Linked DNA regions of Pan troglodytes: region 1 is linked to region 2. Evidence: chromatin contacts called from public HiChIP or PLAC-seq data. All regions are on one chromosome and are shown on one strand. The core of a region is the stretch at or near the end of the contact, and the rest is flanking DNA. Distances in the headings are between cores, read along the strand shown.

What was found. HiChIP or PLAC-seq counts read pairs in DNA pulled down with a chosen protein or histone mark.
Region 1: a contact with region 2 is called in an H3K4me3 HiChIP or PLAC-seq map of stem cell-derived excitatory neurons, with 2.4 times the contacts expected there. The contact joins the promoter of LOC112209479 here to the promoter of LOC134810311 in region 2. A contact is called at or near these places in 1 of 7 Hi-C or Micro-C datasets (stem cell-derived neural progenitor cells) and 1 of 1 datasets of contacts at active chromatin or transcription factors (stem cell-derived excitatory neurons).

What each region holds. Positions count from the first base shown.
Region 1 is chr5:69,344,564-69,349,730 of NHGRI_mPanTro3-v2.0_pri, forward strand. It overlaps LOC112209479, which reads right to left and starts at 3,105. Exons shown (of 2, transcript XM_054685927.1): 1 at 2,180-3,105; 2 at 230-713. The coding sequence starts at 3,014. The coding sequence ends at 2,295. It overlaps PHF3 (PHD finger protein 3), which reads left to right and starts at 2,319. Exons shown (of 16, transcript XM_003317887.7): 1 at 2,319-2,803.
Region 2 is chr5:69,280,887-69,286,134 of NHGRI_mPanTro3-v2.0_pri, forward strand. It overlaps LOC134810311, which reads left to right and starts at 2,808. Exons shown (of 2, transcript XM_063813131.1): 1 at 2,808-3,048. The coding sequence starts at 3,010. It overlaps PTP4A1 (protein tyrosine phosphatase 4A1), which reads left to right and starts at 2,961. Exons shown (of 6, transcript NM_001246639.1): 1 at 2,961-3,048.

The DNA of each region.
Region 1 (5,167 bases), core at 1,855-4,354, 64 kb after region 2:
CACTATGTTGGCCAGGCTGGTCTCAAACTCCTGACCTCAGGTGATCCATCTGCCTTGGCCTCTCAAAGTGCTGGGATTACAGGCGTGAGCCACCGCACCCGGCTGAGTTTGAGATCTTTTGACCCCACTGTTTTGATTCTGTGTTTAAGCATACGAACGTTTAAATCTATTCTAAATTAACACTAAAGTACATGTCTACAAAGTGTTTGCCAGAAAAAACTTCATTAAATAAATTTAATATTTTTATTGACTTTCTGCTCATAGTGGTTAATTCTTCCAATTTTTTTTCCATATTTAGTTTACTGATTACTGTAGGGACCAATGTTTCAGTGATGACAAGCATTTTTCATATCAAAATTCACTTTTGTATCTACATTGTTTACTGTCTTCCATGGTCTTAATCTCTGCCAGGCTCAGTTTTCTTGGGTCAATGTTTTGCAAGATCCAAATTTTATCACTTTTCCTTCTTTGATAATTTTTTAGTTAAATACAAATACACTGTCAGTTTTAGTCATTATCAATTACTCTGTCTTGTTTTCCTACCAAATTTAATTTTCCTAAGTTAATTTGGAGTTTTCAATGTTACTGATACAATCTGATCTTCCAATAAGTCCTGTGTGCAGTTATAGCTGTTGCCAGTATTATTATGCTGGTTGTTTCTTCTACTAACCTTTCCATGAATTGGGTATAAGATAAACAGTTCGTGTTTACATCTGGAAGCAAAAAGCAAAGACCATTAGTGGACAAATGTGAATCTGGGCACTTGGCTGGTTCAAAATAACAGAATCAAAACATCATGCCTATGGCAAGCTTGTTGACTTTTTAAGGATCAGAAATCTTTGCTTTGTAAATGTGACAGTCTTATGATTCTTACATTTTCTTTTAATCTCCATTTTGTTTTATCTTAAATTTATTAAAACTTCTCTGAGAAGGTAAGTTTTCCTCAGCCCTTCTAAGGGATTTTCCAGCTAGTGGTCTCCCTCATCAAGTTCTACTCTGTTGAATTCCTTCGGGGTTGGATTTTGTTTATAACAATAATTTTACTCTTTCCGAACGCCCTTTTAAAACGTCACACTGAGATCCACCAGAAGAGTAAGAATAACATTAGGCTTGTTTTTATAATTCATCCCAGACATCCCAAGTGAGAATTTAAAAAAAAATTTCTCATTTCTATTTTCCTTTCTCAAAAACACATTACAAAAAGATTGTAAAACAAAGTCTTGAGGGATTGATTATTCAAGACAGGCGGTGAAACTCTAAGAATCCAGTGGAATCAGGACAACCCAAACTTCCTTTGTAGAAGAGCATTTGCTATTAAGAGTGCTTAAAATATCAGAAGACTAGAGAGAGGAAAGAACAGATCTTCACCACATGCCTGTGACTTATTCTTCCACCCTGCACTAATCTTACAATGTGGGCTGCGGTTGGTCTAAAGCTTAAATCAACAAGTACTGTAAAGGTTTTAGAACAGTGCAGACCACACAGGAAGGTGCTCAGCAGGTACTGGCAGAATACTGTAATAGTCCCTGTAGATAAAAGCCACAAACCCTGTCCCTAAGTAGCTCCTTTTGGTTGGAGTGACTGACAAGCAACAATTACTTCACAGTGCTTATTAAGGGCTGAGATAGGGGTTAGCTCAAGTGTCTGTGGAAGCAGACCAGTGGGTCTCAAACTTTTTTTGTCTCTGGACCTCTACACAATATTTGTTACCACAAATAATGTATTTATGAAAAGCATATTTTCCAAATTAATAAAAGGGTGATATCTAAAATTTCTGCAGATTTCCTCAATGTCTGGCTTAATAGAAGATGGCTGGATTCTCTTATCTGTTTCTGCATTGAATCAGCTGCTATATGCTGTTTGGGTTGAAGGGTGGGAAGAAAATTTGGCCTTAGACACATGCTTCTGGCAAAGGAATGGAGGCTCTTCTGAAAGGTCTTGGCGACCCCTCAGGGAAACCTGGGACCATATTCTGAAGACTGCTTACTGGATACCAAGAATGTTTCTTGGAGGTAGCAATTTGAGTCCTGAGGTAGATCAGCCATGTAGGGTGAGGGTAACGGAGGTAGTTAATGGTAAGGCTGCTGTGCCGAGCCAGCACAGATATTTGGGCAGAGGGGCTCATCTACTCCATCCTATTCTACCATTCTTGAACTCACAGTCAATTAATAAAAAGTACCTGGGGTTGGGGAGCTGCGCATCAATATTATATTAACTGTGAAGCCTTAGTGCTTACTACGGTCGAGAAAAAGCGCTCCTCTGATTCGCCCCTCCCGGCGGCCCGGAGGTGTGAGCTAGAAGCCCGCAGGCGGTGCCGCGTCCTCCGAAGACAGGGAGGGGCGCGGCAACGCCGGGAAGCGCTGCAGCCCGGGGCCCCACGGAGGCGCGGCGCTCGAGGCCCTAAAGCGCGCAGGCGCGGCAGCGACGCAGGCCGCGGCCCCCGGAACGGTAAACAGTGGGGTCACGTGACACGGCCCCTCTCCAGCTCCCGCGCCGCCGCCGCACGCCGATGGCTGCGGGGTCTCGCGCCGTCGCACGGTCCCCACGCGGCAAGCGACCTTCGGGCTCAGGGCGGCGGCGGCTGCAACGAGGATTAGGAGGGCGGCGCGGAAGCCAAGAATAGTGTCGTCAGCAGCAGCCATTTGGTCCCAGGAGGAAAAGAGGCTGTGGCAGCGACGCCGACGTCCTGCGCGTACCCCCTCTCCGCGGCACCCACCGGGCCCCCTCCTCCTCCTCTTCGGCGGCGGCAGCGTCCACCATCTTCCTCTTGCTGCCAGTGGTAGCGCTCGTCTGGCGGAGCTGGGTGAGTTGCGGCTGTGGCCGCGGCCAGGGAGACGGGCAATCCTCCCCTCCCCCATCCCCTTCCACACGCACAGCGCCTCCGCGGGCCTCTCCGCCCCTCCCGCGGCGGACTCTCCGCGCTTTTCTCCCGCGCAGCCGAGAGATCGCCTCTCGGGCCTCTTGCGCAACGTCCTCGGCCTACCTGGGCCGCGCCGCTGCCGCCTGTGGACCATTTGGACCGCGGGCTGGGGAGGGAGTCGCAGCGACGCGGTCGCCAGGCGGAGGGTCGGGACCACGGCCTCTCTCCCGACCACTGGTACCCAGCCGTGTGCCGCGAGGGCGCCCCGCCGCCGCTGAGGCGCGGGCGCGCAGGCCCGAGGCACGGCGGGCGCTGCCTGGAAGGCCCGTCTCGCAGGCCCCCGGATCCGGCCGTTGGGGCCTCTTCCTTCTCAGGGAGCCCCAGCATGGAGCTTTGGGCCTTGGTTTCGGGAAACTGGGACTGGCCCTGGCTGCTAGGCTGCTCCCTGCTGCTGCTTTTTGGAGATGAGAGTTGCTGTTCCATTTATCCTCCAGTTACCGCGCGCTTTTGTGCCCGGGACTCAAACTGTGGACTCCTTTTGCTTAGTTTGAAATGAGAAGCCTAGACTCTTGCCTTCCGATAATACATGTAATTTAATGAACCACTTGTCGATACGTACGTGTTAATGGTGCTAAATAACTGATCACCTGACACGGGGGGCGGGGGCGGTGCGGAGAGTAGAAAGGAAGAGAATGTTGATATCGCGCACGGAGTCCTGTGTCCCTCCTTTCCCTCAGGATGTGTTGCCGGGTTAGGTGACCTTTTTCCATCTTTGGGCTTTTAAATGCCAATTCCTAGAGACTAGATTGGGGTGGTTATTGTGCTTTCCAGTAGTCAGCGTAGAATATGTTCATGGATTAATGTTAAGTGGCAACACTGCTTTAATATTCTAGTCCTAATCTGCATTACATGTAGAGAAATTTAATTTAAAAAGAATAATCGATTATTGAGGCTTCTCTAAATACTAACTTTACTATCTTATTTTAAGCTAAATTTAAAAACCAATGCAGTAAACTCTATAGGGAGTACTTAAACAGTACGTTGTTGTATTTAGTTACTATTTTGGGGTCGAACTTGTCTTCCCTTTGACAAAATGATTGTTAAAGACCTAACAAAACTACGCCTCCATTATTCATTTTTCGATTCCTGAATGAAGTGTTTGGAACTGTGAAAATATTTGTAGAAAAAGATGTATGTTTGTGATAGAGCGACATGTTGAGTCAAAGCACCAGAAACTTTTCTATTGTAGCATACTTACGTTTTTGAATTTATAGCTCCCTTCCACAGCACAAAAAGGTGTTGTGTAAAGATTATTGTTATTTTAAATAGTAATTTTAAACTTTAGTTATCACTTAGCCGTTTTCCCCACTAATTTTTCTCTTCATTCATCTGTTTACTGGCTATACATTACCATAATGATTCTTTCCTTCATCATCATTGTCATTATCACTGTTATTATTATTTTACAATACATACTTCATTTTCTGGTGATAGTAGCAGAGTTTAGTGGCAGACTTTTAGGAGTGATGATTCCTCTGATTGAGCCACACAATCAGTCCTGCAACGGGCTACTTTTATGTAAAAAGATTACAACTTTAGATTTTAAGCTTTTTCAGATAGCTGTACTCGGTAATTTGTCAAAATGATAAAAATGAGCCAGTGATGGGACCAAAGTTTGCCTCTTATTTACATTTTTTATAGGTTCATTTTTTGAAGAATAGAAAAATATAGTTTATTTTACTGCTTTTGCATACACGTGAATTATGCATTTTCTCTTGTTGGGATAGACTTCAGATAACTTTATCATGTTGATCTTATGGTATACTTATATGTTGCATAATCAGAAAAGTCACCTCTGAGAAGTGGTCTATGTAAATGTAGGTAAAAAATTGGTTTGGTCAGATGCACATTTCAAGATAGAAAAATCGAAAGGAATTTGTCTTTAATCATTTCAAACTATGTTATTAAAATTTAAATTTTATTGAGTATTGGAATCCATTAGGAAAGTTGACAGTCTTTGACTTATGTAATGTATTACTTATAAAAGTTGGGAGGCAGCAAGTGGCAATTTGGAGTATTGCAAAATCAAGAGCTTAGATTTTTTTCATAGTATAAGGCCTACTTGGAAAAACTGGTGAATGAAAATTATACATACAATTCTGTGTTTCAGTTACTGAAATAGATGATGTTTATCTTCCTTAACATGGTGGGATGGTGTTTGCTTTTTTGATACATTTTGCCTTCTTAAGATCCATTTAAATTTCTCATAAAATCCTTTTTACATATGTTTTTTCTGGAGATAATAAC
Region 2 (5,248 bases), core at 1,558-4,057:
GTTTTGCTGAGAGAAGTAACTTCCAGCTGAGAATCTTGTTTAGCAGGAGGGAAAATCCTCTATTTTAGAGCTTCTCCTGGAACTTAGAGTAAGCATTGGCTTTTAGAGGTGTTTTCTCCCTTTTTGATGTCTGGAAGCACTATTTTCAAGTCTGTTAGAGACCCACTTTAAATAAGTACAGGTGCTAATGCTCTGAGTGCAAGTCTGTAAGGGTTAGTGAGTCCTCAAATCACAGAAGTCTCCCGACCAATGCTGGGATGTTCTACTGTTCTCCAAGAATCTGCAGCTTAAAAGTATTAAACTAAATACAGCAGACACCCTCAGCATAGCAGTGAACCACAATGGCAGCTGACAAGCAGGAACATTTAATGGATTGGTCAGCAAGACCACACTTATATCTTGTTTAAAATGTGTCCTTTCCTTTGGGAGGCTGAGGCAGGCAGATCTCTTGAGGTCAGGAGTTCAAAACCAGCCTAGTCAACATGGAGTTTTCTAAAAGTACAAACAAATTAGCCAGGTGTGGTGGCAGGTGGCTGTAATCCCAGCTACTTGGGAGGCTGAGGCAGGAGAATTGCTGGAACCCAGGAGGCTGAGGTTGCAGTGAGCAAAGATTGCACCACTGTGCTCCAACCTGGGCAACAGAGCAAGACTCCATCTCAAATAAATACATAAAATAAAATGCATCATTTCTCTCAACAGCAAAAGCCTCATTTTTTCATCCTTTAAATATGTTACTTTCATAGTAGGATAAGATGGTACCTTGTCTGAGAGGCTAAGACCCCCAGGCCACTTGAGAATTTGAGAGCTTTTAGAACTTGATGAGCATAGCTGACTGGATACTTCGTGTCAGCACTGCTTGTGGTAATTACAGGATCTGTGGATCACAAGGCTCACAACTTGTATCACAAGTTCTACAAGAAAATTGGCTAACACATATTTGGCTCTGTTAATCATTTGCTGAGTTTATATCTTGTCCCACCAAATGTATTTTTTGAAATGCCATTACATGAAAAAGTTTCACTATTCCAATTATCTGTGTTTACCAACTTGTGGAGTAAGAGTGGCTGATTGAATATGTGCTTTTTAACTACACTATTATATACATTGGCCAAGCTTTTTATATTAACCCTACCCATGAAGTATCACCAGTATTTCCCCCAGTGTGAAATTGACATTTGTCAAAAGCCTTTTGCCATATAAAAGTTTTTAGTTCTTATATATGAAATCTGTCCCTTTTTTTCGACATGAGTTCCCCAGCCTGCTTAGCTTTGCCCCTACCACCCAAGATTTTTAAGCTTTCTATATTTTCTTAGAATTTAAGATTTTAAAGTCTTTACTTTTTAAAATCATTTATTTGTAAAGGGACATATGTCTCAAGTGTGCTAGTTTTCCTTGATTTTAATGGATTAAAATGTGTCGTAGGGTGAGCCATTTTCTTCAAAATGACGAATCGTTTTTGTTCCTTTGAAAGTCTGGCCCAGGCTTTTGTTTGTTTTTGTTTTTTTAAAGTTCTTATTTTACTTACAGAGTTAAGAAAGTTGAATAACTATACAACCAGTCTCTAAATAGAAGTTCTAATAAATCCTAAGATGCTGCAGGGCACTGAAAGAGGACAAAATTTGATCCCTAAAGCCCTCTCCAATCTCATACTCGGTGAAAATAACAAACAAAAGGCTTCAGTGTTAGTGGAAAACTGAGTTCTTAAAAAGCAGGTAAAGGTCCTGTTTACTCCTTCTCCAGAGCTGAGGAGAAAGGGTTTTCAGATTATAAATAACAGAGTTGCCCTTGTATGCCACAGAATTGCGATAAGACTTTACTTCTTAGGGGCTTAAATAATGAAGTCAGTAAAAGAGGACTGAAAACGAACATAAAGAAGAGCTTTAGCTTTGACGCAAAGAATTACATCAGTGCTTGACAAAACCGAGGATTCTTAATTTCTAAAAACGCTTTCTTTAAGCACTTCCTAACCTTTCATTATCTGAGACAACATATCAAGTGAGCAGCAGTACAAAGGATGCATGTGATTTCGAAATGCCACAATTGAGCCAACTGCAGTTGCACGCGTACGTAGTATAGAGAGGCGTGATCAAAAAAAGAATATAGGGAGCATAGGGCTTCGTCTGCATCAAAAGATACTCTCCCCATCTTCTATAGCCTTAAGTTTTGCGAAGGTAAGTTTCTCCCCTCTTGAAAGCGCCCCCAGGGACAAGAATTCATCTTGACCAAGCCTAAGGCCGTGGCATGCAAGGTGTTGAGTCACCGGGTACAGCGGTCTTGCGACATAAATATTATTTGATGACGAAGGTACTCGGGGCCCAGGTGCCAAGGTAAACCACTGGCAAAGATGACCGTGGTTAAGGCAGTAGAAAGCAGGCTCGACACTGAGACGCAGTTCCAGCCCTAGAAGGATTGCATTTTACGATTCAGGCAAACTTCGAGTCTCCTCATGTGACATGTGTGCACTCCTGGATGGTTTTAATTATGAGAAACGTGGTTTGCAGCATGATTCCTTCCAGTCGATAAATCGGAATCTCTCTCGCTCCCACCCCTTCTTAACTTCAGGCTTCCTGCATCCCGGAGCACCCCCGGCAGCCCCTTCCCTCCCCCGCCCCGGGGATGCTCCGACTCGGCGCTTAGCCATTCATCAACCGGTTCACACCGGCGGCGGCCGCCGCGGAGTGACGTCCGGAGGGGGCGGGCCTCCGCCCCCGCCTGTCGTCTCCTGGCCCGCGGTTCCAGACCGCGATTGGTGGCTGGAGGGTTGCACGTCGCGCCGGCTATAAAAGGGAGGGCTTGTGACGCAAGGGCGCCTCGGCGCGTGTATTGGCTCCTTCGGCTGCGGGCCGGCTCGGCTACGCGCTCTGCTCGGAGCCGCTCACTGCATGGTAGAGTCTGGTGCCCCCGCCGCCGCCTGCATCGCCGCCACCGCCGCTCCGCCACGACCACCGCCGCCTCCTGCCCTGCAGCCACCGCCACCGCCTGTGTCGCCGCCGCCTCGGGACCGGCTGTATGATTAGGCCACAATCTTCAATGAGTAAACATATTCCTGTGAGTAGCCGTCGCATCGTCGCCTCTCGGGCTGGGAATCCACGACCGGCCCCCCTATCCCCGCTGTCGCCTTTGTTCGGAGCCCGGCGTCTCCTCCAGGTTGCCCCGGGTTGCGGTTCCGGTGGGTCCCGGGTGGGAGCGGGCGGGTTATGGCCCTGTGGCCGGCCGATTGCGGCCGGCTGTGCGGAGGCAGATGCCGGGCCCCTCGGGGCTGCAGGGTGGCGGTTGGCCGCCGGGGGCACCGGCTTTTGAGTCCCTCCCGAGCCCGGAGCGACGGGGGCGGCGCGGTCCGGCTTCTGCGGCGGCCGGGGGCAGTTTCGGCTTCCGCAGCGGGCCGGGTGGGTGGCACAAAAGCCGCTTTGTGACCGCCGCCTCCGCCCTTGGCCCTTTGGTCTGGCGCGACCCGTCCGGGCATGGCAGGCTCCGCGGCGTCCCGGGGCCTCTTTGTTCGGCCGGAGGAGAGTGGCTGCACTGGGAGCGGGGAGACGTGGCCCGGGGTGGGGCGAGGGCTGCGCGTGTCACTGCGGAGCCGGATACGGGGAGGGCGCGGCGGTGGCGGGTTCGCCTCCAGATCCGGGCGGGCGTGGGGTAGGCGGGACAGCCAGGCACGGGTGGTAACGATCTGGTTCCAGAGCTTCTCGGAGCTCCGGGGTGGGCGCGGGACAGCCACTGGGTGCAGCTACACTCTTGTGCTCGACGGCCGGGACCCGAGCCTCAGACAAAATGGCCTCGGCGCCCGCGCCTGACTGAAGGCGCGGCGCGAACCCGTGATTGCGGCGCGGAGAGGGGGCGCAGCGGGCGTGCTCGGGCGCACACAGCCGCGTGCGCGGGGCGGCGGCCCTCGGGGGCATTCCGCGAGCTGCACCCCTGCCCGGGCCAGAGTGGGGTTCTGCTAGGTGAGAACTTCGGCCGTCCGCCCCGCCCTCCTCCCAGGCTCCACCTGGTAATTCGAGCTGTTCCGGATTTATCGCCCCACCTCGGGCTCGTGATAATGGGAACAAGTCTAGTCTTGTCCTTTCTCTGGGCCAGTCGTCGAGAAATGGCCTGGTTCGGAGCGTCTTGGAAACTGACAGGGCTACTGTTAGTTACACTGACGCGAAGGACTTCCTGTCCGGGCACCAGCATACATTTCCCCTGCCAATTTTGGAAGGGCCCTGGATGGCGCCTTTTAATCGGGGACTGTTTAGAACTATTCCTGAACTCTGTGGTGTAATATGTTGTTGCCTCCTGTTGGTTTGTGGCAGCAGTAGCCAACCAGAGCCAGAATTCTGAGGGTTTTTTATCTTCTGTCCGCGGAGCCCCCTACCAGTCCACGAGTATTAAGTTATTTACACAACGATTGGAACTGTTGACCTGCCCGACATCTAGATCCTGAGGCAGTGCTTCCTGTTAGTCAGTTGAAAACTAGAAAACTAAATCATTCCCAAGAGTGAGCAGCATTTTACACATGCTTTCTTAGGTGCCCTAAGACCTAAATAGATGTGGAACAGACTATACAACGAATTATTTGTGACAAAGGAGTTACACACACATTAATTGGCTTGACTCTGCAGTATAATAATGATTTAAGCTTCTGCACAGAGTTTACTCTTTCCTCCTCTCCCTTCTTGTATATGATTGTGATTATAATGCAACTGATATGTGGGAGGGAAAAAAAATCCCCATTATGGATAGTTTTTCCTGTGGGTAGGAGATTGGGAATGGAGGAGTGTCTTGGGCGGAACAGAAAGCTATCGGTGGTCACCACTGCTTTAACAGACGAGTCCCCCCATCCACTAGGTGGCTCCACTCAGTAAAAATAACCATTTCAGGAAGGGAATTCTTAATATAGTTCTTTCTCTGCTTCCTGATGAAAGTGCTTACTTACATGAAGGGATATGGCCAGACTACGTTGTAGCCGACAGGAGTTTTAGCTATTAAATATGGAAATAGTGGTGTGAAATACTGCCTCAAATTAGCTTTTAATTGAAAAAAAGGTAATACCTAGAAATTAGAATACTGTGATGAGTCATTATAAAGCTTTTAAAGATCATTGTATGTCATTGGGAAAGTGTCAGAATACACTTTTTATTCTACGGAGGTAGTATTTAGAATTTGCGGTGAAAGTATAATGAAATTATTTTCAGATTACTACAATCTGTATTCACTGTAACTGTGATGGCTTTGTAATTTAGACACTTAATTTTTTAACCCTGCTGAC